3 separate regions of the Mus musculus genome follow, and all the other regions are linked to region 1. The links are chromatin contacts, called in public Hi-C and promoter capture Hi-C maps. All regions are on one chromosome and are shown on one strand. Each heading gives the region's core, a stretch centred on a gene start, on an enhancer-like site or on the middle of the called end of the contact. The rest is flanking DNA. Distances are from core to core; before and after follow the strand shown. Region 1 holds the start of Ablim2 (actin-binding LIM protein 2). Region 2 holds the start of Cpz (carboxypeptidase Z). Region 3 overlaps Afap1 (actin filament associated protein 1).

Region 1 (4,712 bases), core at 716-3,215:
GGGGTGGCACAGTGGAATCTTTCCCTGTTGACAATGAAAGCCCTGACCTGCCATATGTACACAGCAGCCACACTGGGACCCATGTGTCTCTTCCCGCTCTCCTCTGTCGATGAGGGTGAATCTCTGTTGTGCATGCATTAGGCTGGCCAAAGCTAAGCCATGATCCACAGGTGGGCCAGACAACACTTGTGCTCCATTTCCAAATGGAGCCCAGAGCACCCAGCAATGGCAATGACCATCCACACTCCTGAGGGGCTGCTGCATGTGGGGTTTTCCTGCTTAGAGGGGAACCGAAGTTCCAGGTGAGCAGGCCAAAACTGGGAAGGTGTCCCAGTGCAAAGACCATCAGACACGCCATGGTTCAAACCCCAGTCTCCTTGCCATAACAATCCCAGCCCTCCTCCCCTGGGGACAAACACTACAAATACAAATGCAAAGTGTGGGCACCTGTGCTCCCTCTGAGGGCCCCTGATTACAGGAGACACAGAGGTATCAATTATGTCCTGAAAGCATGAAATTAACCCGCACACACCCAGCCATTATCCCCACCGCCATCAGATAAATGTCTGGAGGTCCTGCCAAGTCTGAGGATGCCCTCTCCTTACACCCACATCTCAGGAGGGATCCCGCCTCCCATACCACTTGCTCTCAGTTACTCTCAACATCCATGGTAGAAGCCCCTCCTTCCTTAGCTAGGAGGGAGAGGGGACAGTCCCCTGGGAGGAGGTACTTCAGGCTAGGAGCCTACAGTGAGCTGTTTCCAAGCTCATTCCCTCCCTGTCCACTTTCTCCTAGAGGAAGCTGCTGTACCCATTGGTTTATGCAATGTAGCCAAGGGCCACACTGCTGCTAGTAGTAACTTTGGCTTGGGGGTTAGGGGGAGTATGCTGGAGTCAGGGAACCTTGAGTTCAAATCCCTATCACTTGTCAGAGCTCAAGTCATTGAAGTCTGGTCATCCCATGGCTCCTGAAAATGGAGGCCAACCCCTCTCTCTTGAGGAATGAAAGGATCAGCCCTCCCTGCAAGCGGAACTCTTGAGGCTGTCAGATGGGTGCATTCTGAGATGATGTACAGATGCTTCCTGAGCCAAGGCCTCCCAGCTCTAGATCTCAGTTTCCTTCTGAGCACAGGCGCTGCTGGGTTGCAGGGACGTGGGATTTTCCAGCATCACACAGAGGCGGTCAGATCCCTGTGGGTGGGTGCGGCGAGAGAGGTAGGGCTGAGACGCTCAGAACTGAAGGGCTATAATGACAACAGCGCACAGACAGCTCCGGGACTGACACACATACAGGCTCTAGCACTCAGATCTGCAACGGCGAACCTGGGGAGTTCAGGGTCTGCCAGACGCCACCACCCAGGCTCTGCGGGAACCGCGCAAGGGCGGAGTCCCCTGCTGCAAAGCTCCGCCTGTCATCACACCTCTCTCTACGGTTAGGACTGCGGCGACCCAGAGCCCCTTTCCGGGACCTGGATCCCTTTACTGAAGCAACCTGGGACCCCCACGAGAAGCAAGGAGTGACGCCCGCCAGACAGCCCTGCGCAGCCACCCTAGCTGGCACGGTGGGAAGAAATTCCGGCATATGCCGCTCCGCGCCCCCGGCTTAGAGACAGAGGCTGCAGGCCGGCCTTTCGGGGCTGCACACCCTGGAGAAAAAGTTGGGTGGAGCCGCTGGGCTCAGGAATTGGCTAGAGGAATTGGCTACGCACTGCAGGTGTATCCAGTCCTCGAGACCCTACTGAGGTTGCCGCTACGAACCCGCGGATTCCGGGTCGCAGCTCTCACCTGCGCTCATGTCAGCGGCAGCTCCCAGTAGGGTGGTCCCCGCGCTGCGACAGCCCGAGGACCGGGCGGGCAGGTGCGGCGCTGGCAGGATCCTCAGCACGCTTGAGGCCAGCGGCTCGGCGCACACAGTACCCGCTGCCCGCAGCGCCACCGCAGCTCGGGGCTCCCGCCCCGCCCCTTTGCCCCGCCCCTCAGCTAGGCCACGCCCCTTGTCGAGCCGCGGGAGGGTCGCATCCTGGGAAGTGTAGGCGCTGTGCCCCGGCTGCCCGCCTGCGCGCCACCGCAGTTGGACGTGCGGACTACAAATCCCGGCAGGCTGTGTGTTCCGCTCAGGCGCAGACTGGTGGTAGCGCAGGTACCCTCCTGCACCTGCTCCGAGAGCTCTGCAGAGCTGTCAACAGGGTCTAAGGGAGGCGTGTAGGACTGTAGCTCATCTCAGCACTGGACTCTCAAAGAAGGAGGCCCAAGGAAAAGCGATCTTGGAGCAACTCTACAAGAGTGATGGAAGGTCTCAGCAATAGACCTTCCCTTCCTTACCAATGCACAGAAAAGGGGAAACTGAAGCGGAGGGGGAGAAGCGGGATAGCGAAGCAGGAACAGGATTTAATCACACACACACACACACACACACACACACGGCGAAGTCTGGATTTAATCACACACACACACACACACACACACACACACACACACACACACACACACACACGGCGAAGTCTGAATGGGTTGGGATCCAGACGCAGGTGTCTGGACTCCAAAGATAGGCAGCCTCGCCTTATGCCCCAGACGCTCTCCCGGCTCGGCTGACGCTAGGCGGTGCACACTGAGGAGGCTCTGGCACATCCTGCCCTCTCACCATCCTGCCCATACGCTAATCGATTCCCTTGTGACGTCAGGCGTCCAGCGCAGGGCGTGGAAAAACAGACTGAAAGAAAAGCATAGGGAGGCGCAGGTGGATCCTGCCTCGTATCGGTGGTGACAACAGGTGGGCACAAGAGACTACAAGAAGACAGCCTAGAGAGATGAGGGAGCACGGATGCGCAGGGCCCAGAATGAGAACATACAGGATCTGCCACTGCATGAACAGGCACAGGCCAGGGACGTTTGGCCCAGGTCAGGGCTGTTCCATGTACTACTGAGGCAGAAGCAGAAATTCCTCCCCAGTGATCAGTATTGTCCATCTATTTCAAAGGGGACCAGGAGGCCAAAGGCTCTGGTAAAGAGGAGAAGCCCCGAGGAAACAGCACATTTCTTTACATCCTATAAACCAAGAGACTCTGCTGGCAGCTGTACTTCCAGTCTCAGATGCCCACAAAAGAACGGGCTGCCTCTGGGATCTCTTGCCCAGAAACCTTGCTAATGGAAACTAGTTTCTACATGCTCCAAAAATGTGTTTTGACTCCACCTGCCTCCATTGGTTAGACCTAAGGACAGTCCCTATCCTTTAGGATAGTTCTTAGGAGCCTGCAAGCTCATGCTTATGTGTCCTAGCAACCTCTGAGATCCTTGAGTATTCTGATATTATTTCATAGTGCTGTTCCAGTGCCTCCCACAGGCTTGCGACGGGCACTGGAGATATACTTACTGAAGAAACAGGGTGGGAAAGGCAGGACAGATATTGTCCAGCAGGTTGAGTCCTTTGAGAAGCTATTCATGTTTCCTGTCTCTCATCTGGGGCCAAAGTAGCAGCATGCCACCCCCACCCCTCCCCTCACACACGAAGGTGACACAGGCTGGTAAAGACACTGGTGGTGTTGGCTGTGATGCCTTCCACTCTGGTGGTGGCCACTGTCACACTTCTTGGCAGAGGCCTTGCAAGTCAGGCAGCCTGTGCTTGTAGACTGGTCTTGGAGCTCAGCATGCAGTGGCCTGTGACTTCTAGAGGAATTGACATGTCCCTCTGAGAAGACACTTTCCAACACACAGGGGCTGAATGACCCAGAACATTCTCTTACAAGGGCAGTATGAAGACCCGTAGGTCCTAATCCCGGTCACCCAGGAGGTTGATAACCAAGGCAGCGCTGATCCAGCTGCAGCTTTTCAATGCACAGAACTCTGCGGGGCTAGATCTGTCTTGTGGTAAATCAGTCTATTTGAATATATTAAGCCAGACCTTTGTTCTGAGTCTGCAGGGCTGTGACCTGTAGGTGACCTCAGCCACTTGCTTTCTCACGATGCCTCGGTTTCCACACCTTCCCAGTCACAATGAAATTCGGTGGGTTAAATTAGTAGTGCCAGGAACACTGTTCAAAGCTGCTAGCCTAGAGCCAATGCTGAATAAACAATAGTCAAGATGACAGTGGCTGTTGATGAAGGGGTAGATGTGAGCCATCACCCCCTTCAAAGCATAGCCCAGTCTCACTCCGATCCATTCATGACTGCGGTCAACAATGACTTAGGAAAACCAAGTCCAACCATTAAGTGTTGCAGTTTCACTGCTGCTGTTTGAGCAGCCTGCCTGTAGAGGGAGCCAGAGGCTTCAAAGAGAGCACCAAGGCTCATCCTTAAGAGCCAGACCAGGGTACTCTCACTGACCTCTGAGACTCGGAGGCAGAAGCTGATGAAATGTGGAAGGCACAGTCTTGAATGTCTAGCCTCCAGAATCACGAGCCACAGGGCTTCTATTTTTAATAACCTACCTGGCTCACAGCAACAGAATATGGCGTAAGATAGGGCATTCAACTTGACTCATCTCTGTTTCTGGAAAATCCTGGAGGGGGTGGAGCTTTCTTAGGCACCAGGGCACAAGGGAAGGGATGGGTGTGGCCCAACACCCTCAGACTGCTGGCAGCTTCAGGATGCATCACTGGTCTGTGCCCTTCCAGGGAGGATCTATCCATACAGGACTGCCTTTCATGGGATCTGTGTTCTTTGTGATTAGGGAACATTTAAAGACAAGAACATCCACATGTCCCCTGTGCTCTGACC
Region 2 (4,712 bases), core at 1,657-4,156, 230 kb after region 1:
CTCTGGCTCTAGCCTTCTTTGAAGAAGCCACCTCCTACTTCCTGTGTGTAGCAAGCCCCTCCCAACACCTCCAGCTAACCCCACTCAGAGCCCTTAAGCCTAGGTTGCCAGCAACGTCATAGACCCCAACACTCTCCTTGCTACCTGGTGGCTGTTGTCTGAGGCCTTGCTGCCCTCAGGGCCTTGCTTGGTACCTACCCTGATATGAGTACCCTGGAAGCCACACATCCAGCATCATCAGGGGCCAGGGAGTGACACACCCCACCTGTGTGCTCCTACTCCCTGCTGTGTCCATCACTTTAAGGCAGTGGAGAGTGCCCAGGCTGGCCAAGCTTGGGGGAGGGGAAGGGGTGTCCATTCATAGCTGGGAGGACAGTGGCTATGCTCCTGTGGAGCCTCTCTTCCTGCTCCAGGCTTTGAGGCTTGTGTAGACACCCTCGAGCTTCCCCTGCTGGTCACCTAGCTCAATCCTGGCCGTGCAGAAGCTGCTCTGTCCTGAGGCCTCTGTTGTGCCTGGCTGCCTGCTCTGGTCTAGAGCTTCAGTCAGATGGAGAGGATGCAGTCCCTTCTCCATTGGGAAAGTGTAACCCTGTCTGTGTCTTCCTCTTGAAGAATAGCTTAATAGGGGGACTGCATTGTCTTGGCTGATGAGCCAGAGGTTGGGTTAGAAGGGAGATCTTGGTGCCAGGACATCTGGGGTCTGGAGGGTGATGATGGTAGCTCTGTGGAGCCTATTTTATCAAGTCGGAAGGGCTGTGGTCTCTAAGCTGCATGGGTTCCTATGTACTGCTGAGGATGAAGACCAAGCCCCCACCGAGGGCTGCACAGCCAGGTCCCACAGCTGCATGCTTTTGTGCGTGAGACTCAAACCTGCTGGCAGAAGGGGATAGCAGCAGACCCGCAGTTCCCACAGCCTGCCCACTGCCAGCTGGACTCAGAGATGAGGGCCTTAGCCAGGAGCCCCTCCAAAGGGAAGGTCAAAGGTAGGAGCTTGGGAGGCTAGTGGGCAGACATAAGTTGCCGCAGACCCTCAGGGTCCCTTTGTCTGCGTGGAATGGGTCTCTGGGCAAAGCATCGGTAGAGTGACAGACAGACCAACATGAGAGATTGTGTAGAATCTGAATGTATTCTCACAAAGTGAACATCAGTCTTATATAGTACAGAAAATACAAGGGGTCAGAAGTCACAGCAGGCAAGGTACATTGAAGTTACCTGATACAAAACAAAGGAATGACTACAAAGGGACTTACAGGAACCAGGTAAATGTTTACAGTAAAGATAAAGCAGTCCTGCCTAGGGTCGCTTAGTGACAGGTAAGGATTTCACATTCTAGTGTTATACCTTTGAACCTTGTGAAGGCTAGCACCAGGGGGTACTGCTCTTGGCAGACCTCAAGAATAATGCAATATCACAACCCCCCTAATTCCTAGGCCTTGCTAAATTCTTATATGAGTGTAACTTTTAAGTAACTGGAGAATCTTCATTTGTCAGGAGAATTCACCAACTTGCTTCTAATATGCAATGTAGCCTGTACTAAAGATTTCTATCTCAGTGGGATTCCCTGGCTCTTTTATGGTTAAAAGAGAACTCATAGTTCCATACACCAGACTAACGCGGGAATAGAGTATGAGTATGTGGGTAAATGATAACACCAAAACTCCAGGAGGTGAGTTTCTATGAAACTCTTTGCCTCATGAGTGGCTTTAGGCTTCTCAGCCTGTCAAGCGGACTGGACTGGAGGGTGTGACAATAAGTGCCCTTGCAAGGGAAAAGCTGAGCTGAGGTGGGTATGGCCCTGCTACCTTGAAGGGCTCTGACTTGAAGAGCTATGGAAGTGGACTGTGCACCCTGTGAGTAGGAGGATCTCATTCAGTGACAGACTATAACCTTTCACCCAAGGCTAAGTGGCTTGTCCACAGCCTCCAGCTATCCAGGACAGTTGATAAAGGATGCCCATGAAGGCATATGGCCCCAAATGTCATCTGGGCCAAATACTTCTACTAAGTGCTACCTTGGTGTCCCACAGGTATTGTCCCCAAGCTTGTGACATGTGCACACTGACTGGACCATAGCAGTGGGGCAGTGAGAAGGGGCTGGCAGGCAGATTTGCACAGAGCTAGACATCTGTGTCAGGGTCTGTCCTGCACCAAATGGTAAGGCCTAGAAGGAGAGCACACAGAGCTCCTGGCCATCTTTCCTTGGGTGCTGGCAGCCTTAGCGATCTACCCAGTGAGTTCTAAGTGGGGGAAGGCGAGGGCTGGGGACCAGCTGTATAGGAGTCTCTAGAGTTTGGTCACCAGTGGGCTGTTGCCTCCCCACCTCATGACATTGCCTTCAGGCCACCTTCTGGGGTAGATGCACAATCCTTCAGGAAGGTCCTCTGAGCTAGGTCCCTGCTGGGTCCTGCAAGTGGTGGAATCAAAGTTCGGGGGACTTTTCTGGAACACAGCCCCACACAGAGGATCAGAGCACTGACAGCATCAAGGCAGGGGTGCGATGGTACCAGCACCTTGGCTCCACACGCAGCTTCCCTGGGAGAGAATCCACACAGGGGACAGGCATGAGAGACCCAGTCAACCTCATTTAGCTGGCTCTGACCAAGGCCTGGCTCACTTCCAGCTGGGGTCAGCTCTGGGCCAGGACCCATCTCTACTTCTGATGCTGTCTCCACCCGCCCACAAATCAAAGTCTTTAGGCCAAATCAGCAAGCATTTGACGACTAGCTCCCCAGAGCCTCCCATAAGAGGGCAAGTCCCTTTCTTTAGGAGGCGGAGTTCCTGGAGGGTTAGGGGGCAGGTTGGCTTTTATCTGCCTTTCCTCCTCCTCCCCGTTAGAATCCCTTCTCCAGTGTCTGGCGCTGCCGGTTGTAACCCGACTCCTGAGCCCGCTCCTCACCCCTCCCCCCCTCCTCAGCCGAAGGGCCCAGCAGCGCCTCTCGCGCTCCCCGAGTGCCACATCACTGCGCCCTCCCGCGCATCCGTGCATCTGTGCCCACCATGCCGACAATGCCGCTGCTGCTGGCCGCGCTGGCTGCGCTGGCCGTGCTGGCCCTTGCCGCGCGCCCCAGCCCCAGCTGCTCGCCTGGACCCGACCCCTCCGGTAGGGTCCCAGCCGCCCCTGTGGGTAGATTTAGATACCCCTTTCTCCAGCCACCTGGGAACTTTTCTCTCCTTGTAGGTCGCATTCTGTCACCTGGGTAGAATATCCTGAAGGTGCCACATTGAGACCTTAGCCAGTACAGAAAACTTTGCTGGGGCACTGAGCTGTCTCAGCATCTGAGCCAGAGACCCCGGGGGAGACGGTTCGGCTGCAGGCATCCAGCACCGCCACGGCAGAGCAGGCACCTGGCCTGGTGGGATCCGAAAGTAGGTCAGAGTGAGCAGGTGCCAGGACTTCAGGACAAGGCGGTCTGAGTCCCCTGTCCTTCCAGGAATGGGTAGGTGCTGGCCACAGCAGACTCCTGACTTCAAAACTCCTGGCTGCAATGAGGATAACTTTTTATTTCCGGAAGTAGCCCTGAGAAGGGTGGAATGTTTCGGCAGGGATAGGACAGGGAGAAGGAGGGACACCCAGGGATCACAACGGAGGGTCCTGAGGATGGGTTTGGAGTTCTGGACTCCGTTCTGGTGCCTCTGCCCCTCCAGAAGTTGGGCTCCAGTTTCCCTCTTATTTGGTTGGGGATACATTTAGTTCACATCCTTTATGTCTTTATCAACAACAGCCACCTGAGTCTAGTCGGAGCCCCTAGGGTCTTTGGAGCCCATGGTATCAGCTGTAGAATTTTAAGAGCTAAGATTTGTGGTCACCTGAGAGGCTGTCTGCTCCAGCTACACAATGCCTCTTTTCTTTGCCCTCAGCCTGGGGCTTCCTCCCTACCCTTGGCCTCCCCCAGCCCTCTATCCATCCTCCTGTAGGATAGACAAGTAAAATACAGGTCAGTGGGCAAGTGTGTACATGTGCAAGCATGTTTGGGCCTGTGTGCAGAGCATGGCTGTGGAGCGCTGCTAGAACTTTCAGTGGAGGGCCTTTCTCTGAACCTTTGGTATCCCAGAAAATGCATAGATTCAAAACCTGCTACAGGAAGCCTTTCCTGGCCTGCTCCGCACCAGGAGTACTAGCCCCAGCCCAAGGCTGCCTTACAGACACCCATTTCCTCACTGAGACAGGACACGCAGGTGAGCTCTGTCCCTGCCTGGGCTGAGAACCACGACACATCAGGGAATATTTCTGGAGGGAGGGACAACTTTGGGTCCAGTCTTCCTCTATAGGCACATGCATGGAAGTTTAGAAGGCTTTCAGATCTGGAAATTTCTGGGTCAGCCCGGCAACTTCCACCCAGGCTGCACGTCTAAAGGTGGCCACACACCCCACCTTCTCCCTATCTCTATGTCCCAGGGGCTTGGAGCAAGCCTGGTGGACACCTCTCAGCTCAGTCGTTTCACTGATGGAGGACTCTTCATTGAGCCTGAGTCTGGGTTCACAGCCTGAGTCCTTTACTCTGCCGTGATTGGGGGCAGGCATCCTGCTCTATCCCAGGGCGCTCTGACCACTCTGCCGGGCAGTTGAAAAGGGAATGCTGGACTAAGAGCAGCTTCTGTCCCTGCCTTGAAGAAATGCTGCCACCTTGTGGGTGATGTTGGTAAGCCATGTGGACCGCTAAGAAGGAAAGAGAATAATAATGTAAAAAAATCCAATTATCTGAAAGATTACCT
Region 3 (4,712 bases), core at 720-3,219, 200 kb before region 1:
ACCAGAGCTCCCAAAGTGGAGAGGACACGCCACAAAGAGCATGCAGCCAGAGGGCCACAGGGGTGAAGAGCTGGCCCAAGTGCTTCAAGCCAACGAAAGACAGCGTCTTTTGGATAGATGGCATTGGATAGATGACAGACAAAGACCAAGAAGGCTGCCCCCTCTGCACCAGTACTGCACCATCATCCGCTGGAAGCCACTTAAACATTCCAGTGACAGTGACACCAAACCCGAGAACCATGGCGGTGGGCAGGCCTGGCTTCTCAGAAAGCAGAGTAAGATGGTGGTTCTACACTTCCTGGAAGTCCATTTTCAGAAGGCCTGTGCTAGAGGAAATGGGCTTTCAATTTTTTCTATTTAATTTTAAAAAAAGACTTAGTTTATCTTACTTGTATGTATTGTGTGTGCCTGTGTGTGTGTATGCATGTGAGTGCAGAGGTCTGTGGAGGTCAAAGGTGTCATTTCCCAATGGAGCTGGAGTTACAGGCAGCTGTGAGCCACGTATATAGGTGCTTCCAGCTGAACCTGGGTCCTCTGCCAGAGCAGCGTACACGCCTAACCGAGCCATCTCTCCAGCCCCTCCCCTGTTAAAACAACAAAACACCCACTTCTATGATGTAAAAGGAAATGAAGGATGGAGGCTCATACCCATCATCCCATCCCCCTCCGCTTCTCCTTGTCCCTTCAAGAGAATCAGGAGTTCGTGGTTCTAGACACCAAAACAGAAGTTCCCTGAGCAGGGAGAGTTAGCAAGGGCATGTCTCAATCCTATCAGCATAGGGCAGCATTTAGAAAAATACAAAGCAAAAATAAATAAATAAATAAAGTCTTTCAGGTTCCCAACAAATACGAATGATTCAGAGTCGTGTTTTTAAAACCTCCAGCCCCTCTGCAGCTCGGCAGGGAAAAGCACCCACTGTACAGACCTGACAAACTGGGTTCAAGCCCAGGGTCCCACAGTGGAAGAAGAGAAATTACGTTGTCCTCTGCCCTTCAGCATGCCCACCACCACATATGAACACACACAATATAATAATAATAATTACAATAGTTAAAATCACGGTTCTGATAAAGTAACTTGTCCAGTGGTGGATGTGGAAGGAGCTAGACTATCTTAGGCTCTGCTAGGCTGAGACAATTAGGATCCTATGGCTGATACCTTTTTGTCATTGACTCATTAGCATATATTAATGTTAATGATACACAATAGATTTCTTAGTGAGCGCGTGTCACACATGTAGATAATTTTTGCCATAGTCACCCTGTTGCCTCCTCTTCCCCTCCCCAGCTGGCCCTTCTCTTCCTAACTTGCCCCACATCTGTTTTTTACCTTGGGACCTAGTGAGTTTTATCAGGGTTAGTTACAGAAGCTTGCATAGTGACTCACAGGCGCAGAGGCATGGGACCAGTGGCTCATCACTGAAGAAAATGTCCCTCCCTCCTGGGGCAACCATTAACTGCTTAAAGATCCTCAGAAAAAAAAGAGTTCGGTACCACACCCTTCCCATGGGCAGACCTTAACTATAATCCCTCAAGGGGGAGTGGGGCCTTGTGAGCCCCCCACCCTACTTCTGGATTATCCAGTCTTCCCACCCACTCCTCCACAATGCTCCCTGAGTTTGGGGGGAGCACTCCTTAGGGCTGAGTGCTGGGTAATCATTTTGACTTTCATGGGTAGACCTCCTCAAGCTCTGCTACTGCAGGAGTAAAAGAGCAAACATTAAAACAGAGCAATCAATTCAAACTCCTCAGAAAAAGATCTCTCTCGCCTGGTATCATTTACATCCCTTGTAAGAAATACACTAAAATTAAACTCCTCGCAATTAACTACCATTCATGAGTGGAGTCGTCATGCTGTAATTAGCTAAGCGCCTCTGTTTGCAAGTAGCTCGCACAGGGGGGAGGGAGGATATGAGGTCATTTCAGTCCATCAGCATCTTGAAACGTGTTGTTTCTCTGGTCTGTTCGCCAGCTGCTCAAGGCCTCGGAGTGACTTCATGTCAGATGTGAAGCAGTTAGAAGGGAGCTGGGAGTTTAGCACGCTGCAGACCAGAGGGTGAGCGGGAGCCACCATGGTTCAAGCCATTCCTACCCAGCGCTCCTTAAGGAACAGAGAACACCAAGCATGGAAGGAGAGTCCAGGCAGCCAGGAGAGGAACCCAGAGAAAGAAAGAGCCACCAGGAAGGCCGCCCACTGCACAACTGCCCCCTCTCTCCTTTAGTGAACGGACAGGCTAAGACCACAGGAGGGGGTAGAGGGAGCGATGAGGCGGACTGGGGAGCATGATACGAGGTTCACAAAGAACCAATAAAAAGGTTTTAAAAATTAGTTTTAAAAAACAAATTACAGGAGGAAGGATAAAAAGAGGGAAGGGCCAGCTGTCCATCACTCAAAAGCGAAGCCTCCATCAAGCCAGAAAACCGACCTTGATGCCTAGATGGACCACGGTAGATCATCACAATGAGCTACACAATGGCCTAAGACTCGACCTCTTGGGCATCAAATGAAACTACAAGCAGTGTCAGGATGAGGAAGCACGAGTGTCTGGGGTGAGAAGGGTGAGGACCCACATAAAAAAAGCTGGGTGCAACATCGTGTGCTTGTAACCCCAGCTCTGGGGAGGCAGTGAGATGGATCCCTGAGGCTCACTGGCCAGCCAGCCTAACTATCTCTGTGAGCTAGGGCAGTGGCAAGGAGGAGGCCCTGTCTCAGAAAAGTGAGGCAGATGGCACCTGAGGAACAGGAACAGCATCTGAGATTGTCCTCTGCTGCCGCCATATGTGTGTGCATTTCTCTCTCTCTCTCTCTCTCTCTCTCTCTCTCTCTCTCTCTCTCTCTCTTCTCTTCTCTTCTCTCCCTCCCTCCCTGTCTCTGTGTATATCTCTCTCACACATACAGGCACACACACACATGCACACGCACACGCACATGCACATACACAGAGGCAGCATGAGTCAATCAGACGCCCATGCCTCTGTAAACCTCAAAGGCTCTGGAGGGCCTGCATTGATATGGATCAGCCTGCAGCACAGTGAGGCTCTCCTTCTCACAAACTCCCAGAAGAGATTCCGGAGCCTGAGGCTTACATGGGAGGAACCCAGAAAAAAAATCCTCCCCAGCCTGAATGTCACAATTTCAGGCAAGCCACAGGCCACTGCTGACACCACAGCCGCTGCTGACAGAGTGGAACAGGCCACCTCTGTGTGGTTCTCTGGGCGGCCCACAAAGCATCATTGTGGGCCTGGAGTCTGACTGTGTGCTCCTGGGGGCCATGGGGAATCGAGGTTCACGGTTCCCCAGATACAGTGGATGACAGTTCACCTTGCCAGATTTTACAATCAGCTGGGACACAACTGTGGGCATCTGTGTGGGATGTTTCCAGAGAGGCTTAGCTGAAGAGGGGGGACTCACTCTAAATGTGCTGAAGGCCTGGCTGATGAAGCAGAAGTGGACTGAGCTCCAACCAACACACCTCTTTGCTTCCTGGCTACAGGCGCACCTCATGCCCATCGCCCCACCCTCACCACCAAGGAGAATTTCAAACAGTGAGCTGAGACAGGCCCTTCCTTCCCTAAGTCCCTTTGGCCAGGTTGTTTTGTTACAGCAGTGAAGGAGTGGCCCATAAACTGCAAGTCACAGACACCATGGTCATAGATGCCCAAGTAGATGGCATCTTCTTCCAGCCCTGCCCTCACTGCAGGACGTCGTGAACTAAAACCTTGGGAAGATGAGCAGACACCACGCACAGCTTCTTCCAAAAGGCAGGAGGAGCAGCTATAGTTACAGAATTACTTCCAAGAGCCGTGGAAACCCAAAAGCATCATAGAATTGTATTTGTGGTTATGTGAGCTATACCCAATATTGTTGCTGTAAGAATTATTTCAATGTATTTTCTTTCCAAATACCATGACCAGCATGGGTGTCGAACAAACACAATAGACAAGAGAGTAAGTTCCAAGCTCCAGCAAAACTCAGGGTCAGAGCCACCATGCTCTTCCTGTTCAGGTCAAAATCAGGGTCAGAGTCACCATACCTGTCCTGTTCAGAGGTAAAAGCTAGACCAGTATTTTATGAGAAATTTAAACCTGTAAAAGAGACAATTCCAGATTAAAAAAGAAACATCTAGAAATTCTAGGGCTTAAAACTATGGGCCCCTCAGCTCCAACACAGTCACAGTAGGAGGTCCAACACTTGAGCTGTGATGAGGTCACAGGGTAGAGCCCTACTGTCTGCTATCAGTGCCTGCATAAAAGAGACTGCAGGTGGCCACCACCCTCTTTACACAGGAGGACAGTGAGGACATCTCATCAGAGACCAAATCCCCAGGCACCCTGACTTGCAATTTCCAGCCTCCAGAGCTCAGAAATAAACTGCTGCTTTTCAAGGCCACCCCACCTGGGGCATCTTGGGGAGCAGCCTGGGCAGAATAAGATGGATCCCAAAGCCAAAATTAGAACACAGCAGCAGAGGGACCAAACAAATCAGAAACGAGGACGACACGGGGAACTGGAGGGGACCGAGAAAGAAAGAAGCCAGACCAAAGGGGAAGAAGGGCAACAGCACAAAGTGAGAAGGTCTCACATCTAAATATTGTTTCTGGAAATGGAGGAGGGATCAAAGCAATACTAAGAACAATAACAACTACAACCACAGGGCAGACGGACAGCTTCCGGGGACAGACAGTTGCCTGCAGCTGGAAGTCAGGTGAGTG

What was found. Hi-C and Micro-C count contacts between places; a contact is called where the count stands out from the background. Capture Hi-C pulls out chosen DNA fragments and counts their contacts.
Region 2: a promoter capture Hi-C map of adipose tissue shows a contact between it and region 1. The contact joins the promoter of Cpz here to the promoter of Ablim2 in region 1. A contact is called at or near these places in 1 of 15 datasets of contacts at CTCF or cohesin (pro-B cells), 5 of 484 Hi-C or Micro-C datasets (the HL-1 cell line, the N1E-115 cell line, bone marrow-derived macrophages and 1 more) and 1 of 9 other capture datasets (adipose tissue).
Region 3: a contact with region 1 is called in a Hi-C map of cumulus cells, with 2.8 times the contacts expected there. The contact joins the enhancer-like site here to the promoter of Ablim2 in region 1. A contact is called at or near these places in 1 of 484 Hi-C or Micro-C datasets (cumulus cells) and 2 of 115 datasets of contacts at active chromatin or transcription factors (embryonic stem cells and extraembryonic endoderm stem cells).

What each region holds. Positions count from the first base shown.
Region 1 is chr5:35,755,133-35,759,844 of GRCm38.p6, reverse strand. Ablim2 (actin-binding LIM protein 2) reads right to left here and starts at 1,965. Exons shown (of 22, transcript NM_001177696.1): 1 at 1,785-1,965. The coding sequence starts at 1,794.
Region 2 is chr5:35,523,820-35,528,531 of GRCm38.p6, reverse strand. Cpz (carboxypeptidase Z) reads left to right here and starts at 2,906. Exons shown (of 11, transcript NM_153107.2): 1 at 2,906-3,099. The coding sequence starts at 2,997.
Region 3 is chr5:35,951,463-35,956,174 of GRCm38.p6, reverse strand. All of the region lies in intron 6 of Afap1 (actin filament associated protein 1), which reads right to left. Among named protein-coding and RNA genes, the nearest start is that of Afap1, 60 kb to the right of the region's middle. Within about 2 kb of position 1,969, at least 40 of the 459 cell types and tissues checked have an H3K27ac peak or open chromatin away from gene starts, as enhancers often do.